Linked DNA regions of Rattus norvegicus: region 2 is linked to region 1. The links are chromatin contacts, called in public Hi-C maps. All regions are on one chromosome and are shown on one strand. The core of a region is the stretch at or near the end of the contact, and the rest is flanking DNA. Distances in the headings are between cores, read along the strand shown.

Region 1 (4,358 bases), core at 727-3,226:
CTGAAAGACGGAGACTTCTGAGCTCTCTAGTTAAAAACGTCACTAGTAGCAACGGGCCAATAGTGATGAGGTTGGTTTCTCAACCACACAAGGGCAGTACCAGACAGACTCAGGCTCGGAAAAGCCAATCTTATCTATGCTTTATCTTTGGGCAGAGGGACTTGGGGTGGGGTGGGGTGGGGTGGGGATGAGGCAGAGCCTGGAAGAATTTAGTCTGTAGCCCTCCTGGGTTGCCTGCCATCCCAACACAGTATATTGTCTTGATTATTAAGGCTCTGGGTAGGTGGCTACACTGAGTGCCCCAAGGCACAAGGAAGGGAGTGGTTTTCAGCGGGCGGAGACTACATCTGTTCTGACAGTGAGAGAGCCCTTCTCCTGGCACGAAGGGTAACCATTCATTGAGCAAAATAAGTGGCCCTGAGGCTGTTCTAAGGTCCAGTGAGGGAGATATCTGTCCCCTGGGGGCCTCTACCTGCCCAGTGCTCTCTGGAAGCTGCTCTCTCCACTCCGGATGGATGGATGGATCGTACCTGGGAAGTAGACTGTGAGAGTCAGCCGTTTCACTAAAGGACTGAAGTATTCTTAGGCGACCCTTCCATTGAAAACATGGCATTATATAAGATACTTAAAAACCTTTCCTAAATGCCAAATATCGGATGCAACATATGGAAGAGTCCTGAAAGTGGGAATGCCCTGGGACTGACCAGGATTCACAAGGCGTTTGTACCCTGAGGGCTTTTCTGAGTCTCACACATATGATATTCAGTTTTGGTGACTTCCTAGAGTATGGAAGACAGAACTCAAGTGTGAAGGAAGGCAAATGTTAATTACAGGAAGTATGAAATGCTCTAAAAGAAGACAATATAGTTACTGAGAGGTTAAAAGACAAGGCTCAAACCGATACAAGCCCTACTGACATAGTTGTGATAAAGTGAACACTGAGGATTTTTTACCAAACACCATTTTGTTTCTCTTTTGGAGAGTTGGATGAAGAGGGACTGGAGGAAAACTGCGTTTCTGTGTGCCACCTTTTCCTTTTTTCTGAATGGAAAGTGGGTGAGCAGTATCCACTTGGGATAAACTCAGACTGTGTTTTGTGTAGAATTATGACAGTGCGTGCCAGAGGGACAGCTAGGGGAGCTCCGAGGGAAGTCTTCTGGGGGTTGTAGCTCAGTGTCAAGGGAGCTAGAGCAAGGGACTTCTGGGTTCTTTAAGATTTGTAGAACTTAAAAAAAAAAGATTTGTAGAACTTTTTAAACCATGTGTATACGTTAATTTGGTGGAGATTAAAGCCAGGCATGGCAGTGTACACTTGTAATCCCAGCACTCAGGAGCTGGAGGCACACAGTTTACCGTGAGTTTAAACTATGCTGGACTACATAGTGAGATCTGTCTCACAAAACAAAACAAAACAAATCCATGCAAATAAATGCCCCAGTATAAAAATACATCACATGGGCAGGAAAGATGGGTTAGCAGTTAAGAGCACTTACTGCTCTTACCCAGGGTCCAGGTTCACATTCTAGAAGCCATGTGATCATCCCTAACTCTAGTTCCAGGAGATCCAATGCCCTCTTCTGGCCTCCACAGGCACCAGGCACATGTAGGCAAAACAGTCATCGATACAAGATTGAAAACATAAAAAAAAGCAAAAAACGAAAACTAGACAATTTAGGAGAAGTATTATAATTAAAGAGTAGGAGAAAAGTTAAGTCAAGATCCTGAGTGTTTTGTGCCAAAATCAAGAGAGGAGAAAGATGTTTGTAAGGAGATTCATCAAGAGACATCACTGGAGATCTGGCTGTGCACATGACCTCAGATACTGCATACACAAAGGGACTCATACTCTATTCTCTGCGACTCTCTTTCTGGTTTCCCTTATATTTGCTTCCCTTTTTAAACCATCCTCTGCTTTGACAGTGAGGTAGCAATGACTTGTATTTCCAGAACAGTAATGACCTTTCGCTCTGCGCTGGGACAAAATAGGTAATGGTGCCAAACCTGTGGAGCTTTGTGAATTTCAGAGCCTGTTTGGTCATGTGACTCAGGGTCTGTGAGTTCTGAAAAGTTATTTTGTCAATGATTTACACTTATAAATTTTCTTTTTAACTGTCTCGTTATCCATTAAGCTATCTCCCAGTGGATTAGGTATGGGAATAAGGTTAAAGCCAAAGAGTGTAGAAAACCAAGACGTACAATTGTAGTGTTTAGTCAAAGTATTATTTACTGAATCTATTCAGGATAATTCTAAAGTAGTATGACACAGTTGATTAGCACACCAACAAATCTCAGACCCATCACTTTCCAGCCTGACGAGTGTCGAATAATATATTTCTTCAAACCTCAGCTGCACTAGTACAATGTGGGAATCTCGAAGAGTTAGTCACATAAGCTACCTGATATGTTGGTGTGTGTTTACACTGTACAGCATGCACGGCACACGCTACTTTACTATTACTGTTACTAAGATCACTGTCCCCACTCCTAAACCAATGTGTCTTTTTTCTTTTGTAGACATGGTCATCATGGTTTCCTGCTGTGCTATTTCTTGGTCAACTGTCGACTATCAAATAGCTTTAAGAAAATCATTGCCTGATAAAAATCTCCTCAGAGGATTCTGGCCCAAGCTCACGTATCTCTTCTACAAGTTGTTTACCTTGTTATCCTGGATGCTGAGTGTTGTACTTCTGCTCTTTGTGGATGTGAGGACTGTTCTGCTTCTGCTCTTATTTCTGTGGACTGTAGGCTTCATATGGGCATTTATAAATCACACTCAGTTTTGCAATTCTCTAAGTATGGAGTTCTTATACAGGCTGGTGGTTGGATTCATCCTTGTGTTCACGTTTTTTAATATCAAGGGGCAGAATACCAAATGTCCAATGTCTTGCTATTACACTGTAAGGGTGCTTGGCACCCTGGGAATCTTGACTGTGTTCTGGATTTACCCTCTCTCTATTTTTAACTCTGACTATTTTATCCCTATCAGTGCCACCATCGTTCTCTCTCTTCTATTTGGGATTATTTTTCTTGGTGTGTATTATGGAACTTATCACCCAAATATAAATGCAGGGACACAACACGACGAACCTGATGGAAAAGCACCTCAGAGAGATTGTAGAATAAGATATTTTCTAATGGACTAAGTTGTGAATTTATGAGAAATGTCTTTTTTTTTTCATTGCCTAGTAAAGAAAATGTCTGTCATATGTACATGCTGTTACTTAGTTTGTCACTTCTGACTTGAAATGAGTTATGGTACATGGTGAATGAGAAGATAATATTTTAAGGATTAAAATAATTTCTTCTTTGTGTTGCCAAGGATTAGGCCCTGTGCATGTTATCCCACCACTGAGTTGCAACCCCAGCCATCTCGCTGGTTTCAAAAGTCTTGAGTATTGAGGTAGTTACTATTCCATCAAGCGAATAAACAGTGAGGCCCATAGTGAGCTTCTCTCCAGCTTTGTCCTCATCGTTCCTAGGACCACTGTCCCCATTGTGGACAACTGCAAGAGGAGGGAAGGACTAGAGCATCTTGTTTCCCCCACCTCTACTCTCTTCAGTCAGCACAGGGCTTTTGAGTTGGAACCGGGGTGATAAAGGGATGGAGGACTATGAAAGCAAACTCTTAGGGTACCCTTACACGAACTTCCTAACTGAGAGACCCAAAGCAGAATCTTAGAAGACTGAAAATTCATTGTTTACTGATTGTACAGTGCTATAGACACATTTTAATGAGTATAGAGTAATTATACACAACAATGGATGTCATTATGTCATACATGACATTATATACTTCAGTCATATTCACCCTGCTTCCTTTCTTGCTCCACCCCTAGTCCTGCTGACCCATCCTTCCCACCTAGCTCCCCTACTTTCACATCTCAGTTTTTGATTCTAAAGCTCAATGAGTTTCAATGTGGTTGTTTACGTGAGCATTGGCAATTTATGTCTCTCTCTTCTAATCAACCATTGACTGACTGTAAATCTTTAGTGGGTCTGGGCCTCTCCACTCTCTCTCCTCACTCCATGACATTGCTGATGGTCTCAGTTTCCTGTAGATAGTTGTGAGTTCAATACATCAGCCACATAACTCCTGAAAGTGAACATTCCACCTCACCCCACTACCCCGCCCCCACCTGCAGCTCTTCCATTCCTTCTGACCCTTCTTTCAGGCTGGTCCCTGAGCCTTGGAGGGGTGACACTGATGTCCCATTACAGCTGGGTACTCAACAGTCATTCATTCTCAGTACTTGACCAGTTATCTGTCTTGGCAGTCACCAGCGAGCACTGCATAAAGAAGCTTCTCTGAGGAAAGCTGATTGCAGCGACGAACTATCAACATGGGCATTTGGAAGGTG
Region 2 (4,777 bases), core at 205-2,704, 120 kb before region 1:
AGCTAAAGGAACGACTGCTTTGAAAAGTCCCTTTTTTGCTCACCAGGGTCAGTGCACAAGAGATAGACTTGGATCAATAATGAAATCCAAAGGTATTATTCCCACAGGTATGCAGACACCTAAAGAGAGCTTATAGTAGTTGAGCCCTGTCCAGTAGCCAATCATCAAGAAACTATGATAGTCTCTAGACTGTTGTCCAACAAAGCTTTTCACAATTACACCAACGTTCCCTAATCTGTCCAATTCACAAATAGTGGCACACACATCTATCACTTCCCCTTAGTCAGGAGAGACTGAGGAAGGAAGATCATGAGTTACAAACCAGACTAGGGCCACACAGAAAAACCATGTTTAAAAATGTGTGTGTGTGTGTGTGTGTGTGCGTGTGTGTGCGTGTGTGTGTGTGTATCTTCTATACAAAAGGACAGTTGTGAGCCTCACAGGGATAAGGGGCGTTGAATACGGCTAGTGTAACTATGAAGTAAAACTGTGTTACTTTCATTTCTCTCCTGTGGCTGGCAGCTCCTGTTTTGCACAGCCCAGCCCCAGAAGACCCAAGTCTCACACGAGGAGCTCACCAGACAGGGAAGGGCTCCTGGAAATTGTGGGCCTAATAATTTTTCAGACATTCCAAAAAACGAGTGCCCTCACCTTAATTTGTCTGATCAACTGGCAAAGCATTGCTCTTTATAAAACAACACCATGTGCCAGAGTCCGTGGCTCCTACTTTGGTAGTTTGCTCATCAATCCTAGCAGACGCCTGGCACACGCACAGACCAGAGGGGAAAGGCCTATGTGTACTACATGCTTTTTAAAGACTATCTGTGGACTTTAGCAGGGAAGAGATAAATCTGTCAGTAAGTGGTTGTGATAAATGCACTTAGGAAAACTTCTTAAAGGGAGCTAAGACCAAACCTTCTTTCTGTGGCAAGTGTAAGCCACATAACCAACAAAAAGTAAAATGTACCCACGTGCAGCTAACTTCAGCTCAGTCATTCATACAAGACAGGAACTGTATCTTCCGATCCCTCCGTACACATTTGCCCTTCCCTGATATTACTTTCAAGTGAAGCCCACGTGGGTTGCTTATTATTATTACTCTTATTAAACTACTCCTACACAAGAATAAAGAACTATTGGACTAACTTCTCGTAGGGGAAAGGTAATCCTGACAGAGCAGCCTTCACATGGGAAGTGTAAGGCAAAGTGTACAGAATGGAGAGGGGAGGTTACAGAGGAAAGCACCCACCTACCCCACCCCAGCACAGTGCAGTGAGGCTGGGCAGGTTCTGTGGAGCCAGGAGAAGGAGTGGGGCGGTGACTGTGTACAGCTGGTGACTGACCCCAGCTTCCAGAAAGGGGGCATGGAGGGCTCCAGTAGTTGATCCACTTCTCTGAGCACAGGCCTCTCCCACAGGCTTGGAGAGGACTGCCCCACCCACCCCTCTCAGGAAGGGCTTCCCTGGTGAAAATTTAACTGCAGTTTACTTTGTCAACACAGATTTCTTCTTTTAGGCTTACATACAGAACTGCTAGTTGAAATTCAACTAGTTACTTGTGAAATAAATTGCTAAAAGATAAAAAACAGTAAGAGGAAGCTAACACATTAAAAAAAAGTTGGTTAAGTTTTAATTTAAATTACCACTAATTTAAAAGTGAGCAATCAGCCAAATGTAAAAGTTTAACAACATCAGAAGTGGATTGTTTTTTTTTTTAAAGAAATAGTTGGGAGTTTTAAATTCTGAATGAGGGGGAGGTGGAACACAGAAACAGAGCTGAGGCCAAGGGCACAGGCACATTCAGGGCTAACAATGACACACACACACACACACACACACACACACACACACACACACACACACTCACTCACACACACACACACTCACACTCTCTCTCTCTCTCCCTCCCCCTCTCCTCTCTCTCTAAGAGAGGGTGTGTTTCTCTGTGTAGCCCTGGCTGTCCTGGAACTCACTCTGTAGCCCAGGCTAGCCTCAAAGGCAGAGATCTGCCTGCCTCTGCCTCCCGAGTGCTGGGACTAATGGCGTGCACCACCACTGCCCAGCAACAAGCCAAACTTTTAAAGTTAAAGAACAAAATATTACAGATCCAGCTTACTTTTTTGGTTTTCTGGAAGTAGAGTTCAGGGAATGCATGGAGCCAATACGCCAACTGGGATATGTAGAAAAACTTCATTTGAAATCTGAGGAAGTAAAAATATAGAATTTAAGAACAAAACAAAGAAAACAAAGAACAACCAAAAACCAAAGACGTGCCAGAGCCCAGGAGAGGGTGGGTGGCTGAGCTGTTGCTGTCACCCATACAGCGCCTGCCCGTCTTTAGGTGGCCCTTTAGCAGCCGGCTCGCACACTTTCCCCACCATTCAGTCAACTGTGTCATTGCAAAAACGGGCAAAGCCACAGCATGCAGAACTTGAACCCCTTGTCTGTCCATTACCTAAGGACAGATCTACAAAGCTTCACACATCAACAGGGAAATGGGGCAAAAAGGCCACCCAGTGTCACAAGGAAACCCACTATCTCAGCTAGGGCAAAGCAATGGCCCAACAAGTCACTGGAAGTGGGCATGCTTCCCTTAGTGAGCTATTACTTCTGCCTGGCTGCAACAGGGAAGAATGCAGACAAATGGAAACAGAGGCAGGAAAGGCAGAGCTGAGGCTGGGAGGGCTCCTGGGAGCCCGTCTTGGACTCGGCAGTCTCCTCTGTATACCACATGCCTCTGCCTCTTCTGCCTGGTCATCTTCTCCCTCTTCCCTGAGTGTAGAGTGGGAGAGCCAACCTGACACCATTTCTAGAAGACACACGGCTGCATGTATGACTCAGAAAGGGGCTGCATGTATGACTCAGAAAGCGTTTAAAACAGGTATGCTCATGGGCACGTGACAACCTTGCTTTGTGAATTTTTCTCTAGATTTTAGACCACCAAATATGCGATGAGAACTGTCTAGGTTGGAAGTGCCTAGAGCTTCCCAAGTAGAAAGAAGAGAGACAGCTCCATTGTTGAGAGAAGTACACAGTCTTGACGGGGAGGGCACAAAGCAGGACTCACATCTGTGGGATGGTTAGAAACAACCTAAATTATTTGCAGATGCTACATAAATATAAACCAGACAGACCATGCTGGATGCAAGGGCCTCCTTGCTGGCAAAGCAGCAGGGTAAATTCTCATGCAGCAGGGAACTGCGTCACCCTGACAAGAAGCTCCTGGAAGCAATATATACACATTCAGGATGCAAGCAAGAAGAAGAACCCCAGCCTTAGAATCTGATTGAACTGAGCAGAAATGAAGGAATAAGAGAAGCAGGGGGTAAGGAACGAAAAGAAAGAGACCACAGACTGAACTGAGAACAGGACCCCTGTTGAAGGAATCAGAGAAAGAACTGGAAGAGCTTGAAGGGGCTCGAGACCCCAATATGAACAACAATGCCAACCAACCAGAGCTTCCAGGGACTAAGCCACTACCTAAAGACTATACATGGACTGACCCTGGACTCTGACCTCATAGGTAGCAATGAATATCCTAGTAAGAGCACCAGTGGAAGGGGAAGCCCTGGGTCCTGCTAAGACTGATCCCCCAGTGAATGTGATTGTTGGGGGGAGGGCGGCAATGGGGGGAGGATGGGGAGGGGAACACCCATAAAGAAGGGGAGGGGGAGGGGTTAGGGGGATGTTGGCCCGTAAACCGGGAAAGGGAATAACATTCGAAATGTAAATAAGAAATACTCAAGTTAATAATAATAAAAAAAAAAAAAGAAAGAAAGAAAGAAAGAGAGCACAGAAGAATGTAGACGTGCCGATGGGAAGGATAAAGGTGCGAGAAAGAGATCACCCAGTAAGATTGTTAAAATCAGGGGCTGAGAGTTGGCTGAGCACTCATGAGCACAGGCTGCTCCCCCAGAGGACCTGGGCTTGATTCGAAGCCCCTCTCAATGGCGGTTTACAACCAGCCAAAACTCCAGCCCCAGGGGATCGAAAGCCTTCTCCCACTTTCTCTGGCACCAGCCACATGGAGGTGCACATACATACGTGCAGGCACAACAGTCACACATAAAATACTCTTTTTAAAATGTGTTACGATCAGTTGTCTCGGGTTGGCAAAGGTAACAGACAGACAGGAACAGCACTCAGCTCTTTCTCCTCATGCCAGTCGGGGTGATGCCGCCGCCATCCTAGGCTGCGGGCGATGCACCACTGCACGTGTTATGAAGGCTAGGGGAGAACCACACCAGTGGACCCCACTTGTCTGAAAAGAAGTCTTTAGTTAAGAAAGGCCAGTAAAAAATAACTTACGTCATCAGGTTATGGGGATACGCTCTCCACAGGATCGTCGGGTCTGAGATATAGTTTTCCTAAGAGACAGGAAGGATAATTACCTGTGAGTACCATGAAAACATTTACAGTTCCTCACAAAAGGTTCCAAAGAGCATGTGGAAATCAAATGCTTCGGTTTGTCTGATGTGATCTGAATTGCTTAGGTCAGCAAAGTGAAAATGAGCCTGAGACATAACCCCAAGTAGACCCAATACCCGGCTTTCCAGTCCAGTGCAGTAGCCTGAGCCCCTGTGCAAGGAAGTACAGGTCTAAGGCTGCACTGACGGAACAAGAGGTCATAAGGTGCGGCCCCGTTCTCGAAGGTGCATTTGCTGATGCAATCAGAGAACTGAAAACCACTTCTTGGCGAAGTTCACAATGATGCAAACTCATACACTGTCATGCAAACCTTTTCCTTAGAAAGCTAGATATGTTTGGTGAAAATTACA

Evidence for each region. A called contact is a pair of places that touch in the nucleus more often than the background predicts.
Region 2: a contact with region 1 is called in a Hi-C map of liver, with 6 times the contacts expected there. The contact joins two enhancer-like sites. A contact is called at or near these places in 2 of 12 Hi-C or Micro-C datasets (kidney and liver).

Annotation. Positions count from the first base shown.
Region 1 is chr5:10,315,594-10,319,951 of GRCr8, reverse strand. It overlaps Xkr9 (XK related 9), which reads left to right. Exons shown (of 4, transcript NM_001012229.1): 4 at 2,515-3,442. The coding sequence ends at 3,143. Among named protein-coding and RNA genes, the nearest start is that of Xkr9, 27 kb to the left of the region's middle. Within about 2 kb of position 1,976, at least 1 of the 93 cell types and tissues checked has an H3K27ac peak or open chromatin away from gene starts, as enhancers often do. A contact at or near this core is called in liver, where this site is marked.
Region 2 is chr5:10,436,383-10,441,159 of GRCr8, reverse strand. It overlaps Tram1 (translocation associated membrane protein 1), which reads right to left. Exons shown (of 11, transcript NM_001007701.1): 5 at 4,308-4,366; 6 at 2,116-2,200. Among named protein-coding and RNA genes, the nearest start is that of Tram1, 13 kb to the right of the region's middle. Within about 2 kb of position 1,454, at least 6 of the 93 cell types and tissues checked have an H3K27ac peak or open chromatin away from gene starts, as enhancers often do. A contact at or near this core is called in liver, where this site is marked.